Regions from separate parts of the Mus musculus genome. Here region 1 is linked to region 2. Evidence: chromatin contacts called from public promoter capture Hi-C data. All regions are on one chromosome and are shown on one strand. Each heading gives the region's core, a stretch centred on a gene start, on an enhancer-like site or on the middle of the called end of the contact. The rest is flanking DNA. Distances are from core to core; before and after follow the strand shown. Region 1 holds the start of Prmt8 (protein arginine N-methyltransferase 8). Region 2 overlaps Prmt8 (protein arginine N-methyltransferase 8).

Evidence for each region. Promoter capture Hi-C pulls out the DNA fragments that hold promoters and counts their contacts.
Region 1: a promoter capture Hi-C map of hippocampal neurons shows a contact between it and region 2, with 6 times the contacts expected there. The contact joins the promoter of Prmt8 here to the enhancer-like site in region 2. A contact is called at or near these places in 3 of 39 promoter capture datasets (cranial neural crest, hippocampal neurons and second pharyngeal arch cranial neural crest), 4 of 484 Hi-C or Micro-C datasets (cerebellar granule neurons, cerebral cortex and embryonic stem cells), 12 of 115 datasets of contacts at active chromatin or transcription factors (VIP interneurons, craniofacial prominence, differentiating embryonic stem cells and 7 more) and 2 of 9 other capture datasets (adipose tissue and liver).

What each region holds. Positions count from the first base shown.
Region 1 is chr6:127,766,931-127,772,854 of GRCm38.p6, reverse strand. Prmt8 (protein arginine N-methyltransferase 8) reads left to right here and starts at 3,696. Exons shown (of 10, transcript NM_201371.2): 1 at 3,696-4,182. The coding sequence starts at 4,108.
Region 2 is chr6:127,688,455-127,694,235 of GRCm38.p6, reverse strand. Prmt8 (protein arginine N-methyltransferase 8) reads left to right here. Exons shown (of 10, transcript NM_201371.2): 9 at 3,505-3,626; 10 at 4,328-5,227. The coding sequence ends at 4,411. Among named protein-coding and RNA genes, the nearest start is that of Gm38900, 35 kb to the left of the region's middle. Within about 2 kb of position 1,790, at least 12 of the 459 cell types and tissues checked have an H3K27ac peak or open chromatin away from gene starts, as enhancers often do. A contact at or near this core is called in VIP interneurons, cerebral cortex and hippocampal neurons, where this site is marked.

The DNA.
Region 1 (5,924 bases), core at 2,447-4,946, 77 kb before region 2:
GTTACCGGTCACTTCTTCAGTGGCATCTCACAACACTAGAGAGTCTTTTCCTATGATACCCTTCCCCAAGGGTTTTATTCCAATCCTACATGTCACCCCAGTCATCAACACAACTTCACTCCACAGATCTCAAGAACCAGTACTGGTATCAGCATCACAGAACATGCCTGCAGTTCCAGCACCATGGAAGCAAAGGAAGAGCCCATCTGGACCACATAGAGAGACCCTATCTCAAAAACCCAGGGCTGAGACTGTGGCTTAGTGGTAGAGTGCCGATCTAGCACCTCCTCTGGCTGGAACTCAGCACTGGAGGAAAACATGAAGGTATGTGTGCTAGAGGCAGATCTTCCAATAGTGGGGTAGCCCCTGTGGTGGGAAGGATCTTTTCTGTACCTCAGAGACCATCTACAGTTCCTGTCCTCAAATATCTGTGAATGTTTGTCCTAAACATGGCACTCCACTAGAATTAAACTCTTAAAAACTCTTGATGCCCTGATCCCCGAAGGAGGAAACCAAACGTTGGTGTGTTTAAATCTCCCAGGTGGTTCTGTCATGCAGCCAAGGTTGAGAGCCATTGTCCTGTTCTTTAAGCTGATTTACCTTCTCCTAGAGTTGTATATGGAGTCAGGCAACCCGGACTTCCATCTTGACTGTATTCTGAGGGCAGTATTTTTTGAGTTTTGTCTGTTTGGGGGAATCTTCTCTGTGTTGTGTTCATGGAGAACACAAAATCTCAAAAAGTAGCCAAAAGGACAGCAACTGGAACGGTGTGCAGATGCAGACTGCAGCAGGCGGAAAGCCCTCTGTGAAGCTGGACTCAGGCTACAGGACGAGTCACAGCAAATGTTCGCATAATATTTGTACTCTTGCCATCGGGTCAGCCTTGTTCAGAGCCCATTAAGTGTGCCATTCAACACAGCCTGTTCCGTTGAAGGCCTAGTGCAAGGGGAACGAGCTAATGGATCTTGGGGACCACTTGGCCACAGGACACATCAAACGCACACCATGACAAATGCTGAACCCCTTTATCATCCTCTGTCTTCGCACTTGTCACTAAACTCTCTCCAACAGCCTTCCATTCTGCCCTTCACAGTCACGGTGATGAAAGATTGAGAACTTGTCACAGTCTGATGTGTTCTGTCGCCTTGTTAAGCCCAGTTCCTGCTATGAACGAAGCACTAAAAGATGCCCAGTGAGGATCATGTGGATTAATTGAGATAATTAATTAAGCTAACTTGATAAGAGAATATTCTGATACTCATGCAAAAGAGACAGAAAAGGGCTGGCTTCTAATAGTCCTACTGTGTGTTTTTCATACATCATGGATTTTTCACAATCCCGGGAGGTGAGTCTTCAGGTAATTCTTGTATGTTTGTATGGGCATACATGTGTGTGTGTGTGTGTGTGTGCGCGCGCGTGCGCGCACGTGCACATGGAGGCCTGAGCCTCTACATTTTTACCTGCAACATTCAAGAGTAACACGGCTCCCCAAACTCTACCTTTCAATGATTTGTGAGTTTGTAATTAGGTGGGTGCACAGCAGGGACCAAATCTCAGATCCAAGAGTGTTCGAGGAGGGTCGGAGCATCACCTGTGATAGGTCACCATGCTTTCCTCAGGTCGCTGCAGAGCAACCTTAGTGGCCTAGATACCTCTGTGCCCCAGGCTGCCTTTGAGTTGGCATAGCAAACTCTTGCTGTAAAAACACAGCTCTCCATGTCCCTTTCCCATTCCAACAGGAGCTGTGTCTGTACTTGGGGAGAAGCCAAGCACAGTAAAAAGATTTCAACAGAGAACTGAGGAAACACCCCCACTGAGGTTCTCATAGCAACATAATCACGCACAACAGCAGCCTATTTCGGTGGGAGCCTGTTTCAGCTCCCCTCCTCCCCTGTTAGTCACAGAATGGATGAACAAGCAGAAGGAGTGTGGGGTGGGGACAGGGTTGGGTTGGAAGTCAAGAGGCTGGGGAGCTGGTTTACTGAAGCTCCTGCAGCTTGTCGAGGGACCTTAGACAATTGCCCCCTTCTCTTTCATCCGGAGTCCTTACCTGTAAGAGGACTGGACCAACGTGTGGGTGGGGAATCTTGCTATTCTAGTCTTATTTGATTGCATACGTACTAAGCCTCTTTTGATCCAGCATCTCAGAGCCTTATCTGAGAGAAGACGAGTAGGGGAAGAAAAGCAGGAGGTAAAAGTCATTTTTTAGATGCAGTTATGTCCCCTCCTCCATACTGTGTGTGGCAGGATGGCAGGATGGCAGGATGGGAGTGAAGAAGGATCAGGCATTGCCAAAGACTGCTCATTCATGCCCAACTCGAATTCAGGTCTGTGGTTTGAGAAGGTTGAGGGGAATTTACTCTTGTTTTGGGATTATCAGTGCGGTTAACCCAAGCTTCTTGCTATATTTTCTTTAATCCTTCTCATCTCCCTCCTCTTCCCGTTTTTTACTCCTCACCTCTGCTCACGGCCATGTCTCTTCTCTTTGCCTGAGGATCTTGGTCTGATAGAAGTATCTATCACCGTGAGCCGAGCTGGGTTTTGGCCCTTTTCCTCAATGAACCTGGGTTAGTTGAGGACAGTCACTCTTACACTTCTTGGCTATCAAAGGCTATGATCAGACTAAACAGGGCGATTGGTTTAAATAACTCAACTAAGGACTGAGATGAAGCGGGAAGAAAGCTCCTGGCACATCTGTGCGGTCCCTGACCTTGACCTGTGGGCCAGAAAGCCTGAAGGTTCAGCTTTCCCGGAGATAGCCAGCTACAGAGTCCTGAGTATGGCCTCCCTCCCCCATTGTTCTATCCCTCAATGCCTGACAGATGGCCCGAAAGAGAGAAAAAAAGCTCTCAAAGTGAAGACAGGAATGCATTGTATAAAAATTCACACCCCCCGCTGCCGCCCAAACTCTCCCTTAAAAAAGGATCGAGAGAATCCTAATGGGTACGTGACATCCTCACGGCTCTCTCCCATAAAAGGGACGTCAGGAGAGGGTGAAGGTGGGGGAGGGGCTGTAGGGGAGGGGGAGAGATGTGTGTCCCCCCGGGAGTGGGGGCTGACAGGCTAGACAGGGGTAGGGGAGCTAGACCGCGGACCCTTTTATTGATTTGTTCCTGGTTGTTTTCCCAAGCCACCTCAGGCAGCCACCTTCACTTCAACCCGGTCCTCCTGAGAGGGGTTTGAAGGCCTTCTGGTCTTGGGTCCTGAGGGTGAAGAAAAGCTAGATAGAGAGGACCTAGAGTTGAAGGAGTTGAGGACTTCCCCCTCCCATCCAGACACCCACCCTGTTCATGCCCCAAACAGTAATCCGCGCAGGAAGGATCCAGGAATCGACCGGGTGGGGGGGCTGGGGAGGGGTGAGGGGCGTAGACATTTGGTAACCGTGGCTGAGTCTTGTCCGGTGCTTGCCCTCGTTAGAAGGACTTGCACTGGGCTGAGACCCTCCAGCAGCCTCGTGGACGCCTGCTTCCCGGAGCCTGGCGCGCGGCCCCGCAGCGTGCGCGCAGCCCTAGCCCCCGCGCCAGGTGTGCGCCGCGCCAGGAGCGCAGCGGAGCGCAGGCGGCCCCCAGACCCCGCGGTCCCGGGCACGGGGGCGGGCTGGGGGTCTCCGCCGTCAGCGCCCCGCCACCCGCTCGCTCCCGCGCACCTCCCACCCCGCCCCCACTCACCGGCTCAGCCCCCGGGAGCGCCGAGCAGGACGCGTGTTGCTTCGCCCAGCGATCGGCAGAAGTTGGGAGAGTTGCCGTCCGCCTCCCGCCTGCCGGACTTCGGAGCCGCTGCCTCTGCCGGCGAGCCCGCGGGGCCGCCTCCCTCCCTCCCGCCCAGCCCGCCGCGCAGGGGAGAGGGGCGCGGAGGGGGTCGTGAGCGCGACCAGAACTTGCAAGTGTGCGAAGGGATGCGAGGCAGATGAAGAGCGAGGAAACGTGAACAAAGTGGCGACCGCAGGAGGGACTCCACAGAGCTCGATTGTCGCGGAGGACGCTCCGGGAGAGGGGCTGGCTGGGATTTTTTCCCCCCTCCTCTTGCATTCTTAGGCTCTCTTTTAAAGCCACATCAGCCGTCTCTCGTTCTTTACTATCTCGAATCCCCAAACCCTTGTTGGCTCTTATGGGCATGAAACACTCCTCCCGCTGCCTGCTCCTCCGGAGGAAAATGGCGGAGAATGCAGTCGAAAGCACCGAGGTAAGGAGGCGACCGGGCCGGGGTTTTCAGCGACCCTGCCTCCCACTGGGACCCCTGTGTGCCGCCGCTGCTTGCTGCCACCACCAACGCCGTGGTGCCAAACTTTCCCCATCCCGCTTGTCCCTGCCGAGAGAGAGAGAGAGAGAGAGAGAGAGAGAGAGAGAGAGAGAGAGAGAGAGAGAAGTGTAGGAGTGTGTGTGGGGGGCGACGGTGCACGTCTCAGTTCCTTTCCCCCTTGAAAATCTAAATTTTCAGCCCCATCACCCTCTCCTGCCACCCTCTGCTCCCTTCCTGTTCCCCTAAGTCCCAAACCTTGGGCAGCCCGGCTCCCCTGCCCCTGTGCACAGGATTCCGATAGTGATCCCGGATCCCGGCTTTACGAAGAGCTGGAGTGGGTTATATTAGGGCCAGGTTTGCTCCCTGCAGTGCACCGATTATCTCCCACCGCTACCTGGGCTTTACCCTTCAAGCTCGAGGTGGTCCCCAAGCTATGGGTCCCTGCAACACCGCGGAGAGCTCCCGGCCTTAGGGGGCCGACCTGGTGGCAGTACTAAGCACCTGCACCTGACCTCCCCCGCAGTCCCCAGTCCACAGCTGGGCCGGAGGTCTGCAGTCCTAGGGTGCTTAAGGCGCCGAGGGAGAGCGGAACCCTGGGAGGGCGCACCGACCGCGGCCCCATTCAGCACCAGGGACAGCGCCCGCGCCTGCCGCAGCTTAGCCCGCACAAGCAGCGGGGGTTGTGCGCCCTGGGCTGCAGCGCGAAACCGGTCTGCGGCCACTTGTCCCGCAGCAGCTTTTAAGGAGGCCGCTCTAGCTCCGCAAATGATACTCTTGCCCTCCGTCTTCGGCAGTCCTTACGGCCGCCCCGTATCTGCCCTTTCTCTACTCCGGAGTTGGCCTTGAGCTGCAGAGAGCCCAGCGGGTCTTTGCGTCCCGAGCAAGTGTGTTCTTTCGCCTCGCTCTGACCCAGCTGTCATCACAATGGGATTTTTCCCTGGTTTTGGGCACCTGTAGTCATGGAGGGGATCGGCATGGGCAGCCCCCTTACCTTCACAGAGGAACTGTGCGCCGAGGTGGGGGTGGAGTGGGGCGTGTGTGTGATCATCCCTTATTCGGTGGCAGGAAAAAGACACAGAGCAAACTCCGGGGCTCTATTAATAGCCCAGTGTCTGGTGGGGCTGCCGTACATTTCACATACGGTAACCCATATGCAGCGTGGGGCTGAGATGGGGGTGTGGCGCGGAGACTGTCCAGGCCTTGCGGGAAAGCAAAAACAACGTGAAGACCTTTCCCGGCCTTCTTTCCTAGAGGTCACAACTCATTCCCCGCCTCACGGTATAGGCAGCAAAGCTTAAGAATACCCATTCCTTGGACACTAGAGGCAGCATGCTTCTGGCAACTGTCGATTTTGAAACAAACACGATCTGGGGCTGGAAGATGAGGGGCATACAGCAGTTAATGTCTTCTCCTTGAGTTAGGGCAAAGCCATTCTGCATGTCGTTCCTTGGACCATCCTCTTCCCCACCCCAACCTGGGAGCAGAGTCTTTGAAACCGAGTAATAGCACCAGACGCTCAGCATTCCCCTCCCCCTCCGCCCTCTGATCGCCCACCCGCGGAACAGGTTTCTAAAAATAGCTTGGAGTCTCAAGGCCGCGCACTGGTGAAGTGTTGGGCCAGCCAGCTTGTAGCAGTCCCTGCAACCCAGTAGCTATAGCTCTTCCCTGCTTTTTCCCTATCCCAC
Region 2 (5,781 bases), core at 541-3,040:
CTCCCATGATTCCCTGCTGTCCCTCCTCACCCAAGACCAGAGATCCCAAAGCTCTGCTTGCACTGTCCACTACTTAAGGCCTTCTAAGAGTCTAGGATCTTCAGGAAGGACGGGGTGGGCATGTGAAGCTGGGCTCACCTTGAGCATTGTTGGACAAATTCAGAGCGACGCCTGGCACATAACTGACATCCAAAGACCTTTGAACGCCTGTTCTCATATCGGCAGCACTGCAGATGGTATTAATCATGTTCACCCCAAAAAGGCAGAGTGGAAGTCCTCAGTAATCTACAAGCAGGGTGGCTGGGCTGACACCCAGAATCTTCCCGAGAGGAACTCGTCCTCATAATGACTCAAAGCTGTGCCATCCTGGATTGTGGGTTTGGGCTGGGGAGGGAGGAAAGCTTAATCACCAATAAAGAGAGCTAGAGCCATTGTGCATAGCCTCATCTTCACGGCACAACATGAGTGCCACCCTGCATACTGCAGCATTCCAGTTATAACCTGCATGTTCCAGGGCACCAGAGTCAGGCAGTGTGTCTTTGAGGGCATCCCTCCGGACGGACGCTTCATGTGATAATGCACCACCAGCTGCCATGGCTTAGCAGGTCCCTAGTGTGGCTTTGTTATAACTAATAGGTTGTAAGTGGAGTGTCCCTATGATTCAGCTTTCAATGAGGGATGTTTTGGCAAGCCAAGGGGAGATCTAGGGATGACTGTGCTTCATAAACAGACAGGAGCCATGTCCGCAGGCACAGAGGGATGTCTAGTCCCTCTTCACCATCTCCAATATCATGTCTTAAGTCTACAAATGATGGAGACAGGATGGTCTGTCTGCTCTATGTATCCCACATTCCCAGTCTTTACTGTACTAACACAGGAGCATATGGAGGAGGCTTGCTTATCCTTCATGCTGAGGAGGCTTCCAGCATTGCTAGCTGACTCCTGGTGGCACGGGAGTTTCAGGGTCAGAGTACAAACCTGCGGCAAGGAAGACTCTAGGACCAGGCCCTTTTGTTCTTCCCACAAAAGAAGACAGCCATTTTAGCTACGGGGGCAGGTATTCTGTCTTGCCATATCTGTCCCCTGTGTGTCCCACCTTCCCTGAATTATTGAATTAAAAATGCAAAGTGGATCTAGGAGATCTAGGAATTACAGTACTGCACGAACAGAGAGGAACCATGTCCACAAGCATAGAGGGATATATGGTCACTCTTCACTGGCTATCTTACCCATACGACACCACAGGGGATAAATATCATGCCATAAATCTACAAATGATAGAGATAGGATGCAAGCCTTTAAATTCTTCTGTTTCTATGGGACACGGTGGAAAACTCAGAAGAGAAACCCTGAGACAAACTGTGGCCACTGGCTCCACTATGAAAATGATATGCTTGGAGGAGGTTCTTAATCTTTTGAAACAATGTTTCTGCTACCCAGGGATGGCATGTATGCTTTGGGGCCACTCACTGGAGGCAGACTGGCCTCGCTGGCCAGCAGATCTAAGCCAATGAAGCTGGAAGGTTTCTTATTGGATGAGAGAGAAGGCAGTTTGACTCCCCTTCACTGAAGGTCTTTAGGAACAGGAGAGACACCTGCCTGAGTGGGCGGAGGTGGAGATGGGGGCGAGGATGCTGTCAGTCACACTCCGCATTCCCGCACTCACAGCCAGAACTTGTCTTTTGACAGTTTATTTAGAGGTAATTGGCAGCAGGCGTGCTGAGAGCAGGTGGTCTGCCGTCAGCAGCACACGCCTTGCAGGCTGGGTGCTAGGTGGGCTTGAGGCCCAAGCCTCTGCAAAGCACAAGCTGTGTGTGGCATCTCATCCCTCCACTCCCCCTCCAGATGCTCTGTCCTGTGACCTTGAGTTTTCATTGATTCCCAAATGCACACACTGAAGTCTGCTCTAGCCTCTCTCTGACCACTGACATTTGATCAAGCTAGCTCATTGCAAACAACAAGGGGCGGGGGAGGGGGAAAGGCCTCTTTGCTGTCATTAAAATAGATCTTGGGGTTTTTGAAAGATCTCTGAGGTCACCCCAACTGACTTGACGCATGACAGTTGAACTTATTTTCAGTGGTGTCCTCAACACCTGGGAAGGAGCCAGTAATTCAGTTCCTACGACTGTGAGGCAGCCCCAGTTCTTCCTGCACTCGGACTTCTGGGTCCTAGTAATTCCCAAAGCCACGTCTAAGGCACATATAAATCTCCTATGCAACAGTCTCTGATGTGCCTGAAGGGCACCCCTGTCCTTCCCAACTCCTGTTGCTGTTCATGTTGGTTTTAAGCAAGAAGAAAAGTCCACTGGGGGAAGACAACGGTCTAAGCCAAGAGGAGTTCACTATAAAGTGAGGCTTCTGCAGCCCACAGGTTTCAGTTGAGCATCTTTGGGCACATCACACATCATGGGGTACTGAGCTTTGGGCTCTTGACACTGTCCACTTGCCACTAGGCTCAGTGCTTCTAGATTTAACGTGGAGAGAGCTTAGCAGTGCTAAGCAAGGCTGGCCTGGCCCCACTCTCTAGGAGCCTACAGAGGATGCAAACAATTGAGAGGAAGACCTTTACTCTGAAGCTGACCAGACATTGTGATGACATCAATTCTGGATGTCCTTGGAGTGCTGGATTTAGGTTGGAGTGGTCCAGGAAGGCTGGCCTTGAAGGAAGAGGATGTTGTGAGTAGGAAAGGAAGAGTACTCTTCAGGCAGTCACTGCCCGAGAGAAGGGCTACATCCCAGGACACAGGACCCTCCCAGTTAGCTGGAAACTACATGGAATTTAGTGATAAATAACACAGAGGTGCGCACATCATAATGGTCTTGAATTATGCAGGAGGGGTGATCTCTGAAGTAAGACTTCCCCTGCTCCCATTTCTTTCTGGTACTGTTGGGAAGGCAGGGCTGGAATCTTATACCAGGACTGGATCAAGGTGCTGGGTACCACACAGGGCAAGCTCACAGGCAAGGGAGGCTATCTGAAGGAGGGAAGGGTAAGAAAGGGAGTGTCAGTAAAGCTGGGAAACGGGCTGAGCTGTAGAGTTAGCACCAATGATGTCATAAGTCTAAAATGATGGAGACAGGATGGCCTGCTCTGTACATCTCACACTCTGATTCTCTACTAACACAGGAGCACAGGGAGGAGGTTTGCTTATGCTAATGAGGTTAGTTGTTGAGGGAGCTTCAAGAATACCAGCTGTCTCTTCTCTGACCCCTCAGTAAGATCACGAGTTCTGTCTGTCGGACTAGGGTTGGGATGGGAGGTCAGACATTGGGCTGAGTCGAGAATTCTGGGTCTTGGACCTGAGCCCTGAGTGTTGGGATGTGAGCAGAAATCAGAGGCCTAGGTTCTTGGCTTCAACTGACTCTTGTTCATCTCTGTCTCTCTGTCTCTGTCTGTCTCTGTCTGTCTCTGTCTCTGTCTCTCTGTCTCTCTGTCTCTCTGTCTCTCTGTCTCTCTCTCTCTCTCTCTCTCTCTCTCTCTCCCTCTCTCTCATCCACCTCCAGCCCCTGATGCCCCCTACACCCACTGGAAGCAGACTGTCTTCTACTTAGAAGACTACCTCACTGTCCGGAGAGGGGAGGAAATCTACGGGACCATATCCATGAAGCCAAATGCCAAAAATGTGGTGAGTCTAGGAATCCCTGCATGGCCAGGGCCAAGGGAAACACAGAGTTGACTCTTAGGGAGCTCTCAGAAGTCACCCACCTAGTCTAATGCCGTGTGTACAAATGGACCAACTTCTAGGGGAGGCAGACAGCAGCTGTGTTTGCAGGTGACCAAGGCCTAATTGGGTGACTTCAACTTTGACTCTTCCAAACTCCAATGGCTAGAGGCTTCCTAGACTCCGACCTCAACCTTGAGGACAGCTCCTGGAAGCTCCCAGGAGAGCCTTTGAGAATGGATGTTGTATAAATGGGTTCTGCTTCATTTAGGGTGAGTTGAGCCAGGAAAAGCAAGTGTCTGGTTTATTTCTCCAGCTGACCTGGTGGGACCTTTCTGAGATGCCCCTGTTTCTGCACAGATGCTGAAGGTCTGCAGGGTGGTTGAGGGTAATATCAAGGAAGACCCACCGACCTCAGTTACTGCCTGGATAAAAGCCAGGACTGCTTTCATGTGAGGACAGGAAGGCTTAGGTTAGCTATCAGAGCCCTTTCTGTGAGGATAATGGGGTACCAGAATGGTTTCCTGAGGACTGGTCTTGGAGTCCCCCTAGCTAGAACTCCCGTGGCTACCTATCCCCATGGCACCATGAGAAGTTCTGTGCCTGGGAAGGGCTACAATCTCCTACCCAGACTCATTCTGTGACCCTTTGCTCTTTCCTCATAGCGAGACCTCGATTTCACAGTAGACTTGGATTTTAAGGGACAGCTGTGTGAAACATCTGTATCTAATGACTACAAAATGCGTTAGCATACGTGGGAAGCTGCGGAGAGCGAGCAAGAAGAGGCACTCACTTCAGTCTGCCACGCTGCCCCAAGGAATACTGTTAGGAGGACCACACCAACCAGAGCTTTCCACTCTGCCTTGAAGATTGGCGAACTTGCCCAGGGCTCTCCTGGGCCCCCGCCATCACAGGGAGCCTCCAGGTCCTCTGCTCTGCCCCTGGAGCCCTTCACAAAGGCTTTGTTGTTGCCTTCCGTGCTATGGCTGGGGCTCTGAGGATGGAAGCATACCCATGTGCCCCCATTGTTCTCCTAAACTGACTCTCTGGATCTTTCAAGTTTTGCATGCTGCAGACATCTAGGACAGGTTACTTCCGCTAGAACCTGGAGACATAGTGTCTTTGATAGCATAAGCCAGATTTTCTGTCTGTGTGGTGGTTTGTGTGAGAGTGTATGTGTGTGCGTGTGCCAGTGTGTGTGTGTACAGCATATATATTAATTTACTTGCCCACCAACATCTGTATATGCATGCATATACAACTAAGTGGGCATAGTTGGGTGTTCATTCTGAGGGTGTGTGTGTGTGTGTGTGTGTGTGTGTGTGTGTGTGGTGAGTATGTGTGCCTAGAATCTATATTACTCTCAGAGGAGGTTCTGTTGCTTTTGAATAGGAATTTGTTTCGTGATTAGTTTTCCCCATCCTGATCCCGTAACAGATGTTACACAGCTATGAAACATTCTGTGGACTAGCTCTGGTCTCGTTCTGACTAGACTGTGGCTCTGAATCCTGAGCACAGTACCACGGGCTCTGTCGGCGCTCAATAAACACACATGAGAAAGAAGCAATGAGTACCTCTTTCTTTCCCTCATGCTCTAGAGGGTAAGGGTGGGTGGAGGGGGACGGTGGGTAGTAAGAGGCCACAGTAGGACAGAAAATCATGGGGCATAGGTCCTACTAGTGTTTATATTTGTTCACTGAAGGAGCAGCTGATAATTTTCTTAGCCTGAACACACCTTTCTGTAGATACCTAGGTCCTGCCCTGAGGAGTCAAGTGGGTCCTGGAGCTGTGGAGTTGAGGGTGCTGGGAGGGGGGTTAGAAAGTGACCAATAGTGCTTTCATGTAGCCTGGAAGCCTCTTACAGTCTGAACATGTACCGAGAAGCTTCAGGCCTGCTCTGCATATGGAAACAGTATTTCCACAAGATAGAAAGATGTGCTTTGATAGACTTGGTAGAGTGCTTGGTCTTTGTTTCTAGGTTATTCTTTGGCCTCTGGAATGTTAGTCTCACCTTTGTAGTCTCTCATAGGAGAGACATTCCAAGTGTTGAGGAGCAAAGGGGCTCATTGAAAGATGGAGTCCTTAGTGGATTGGTGGCGCCCAGGAGATGCAGAGGGGA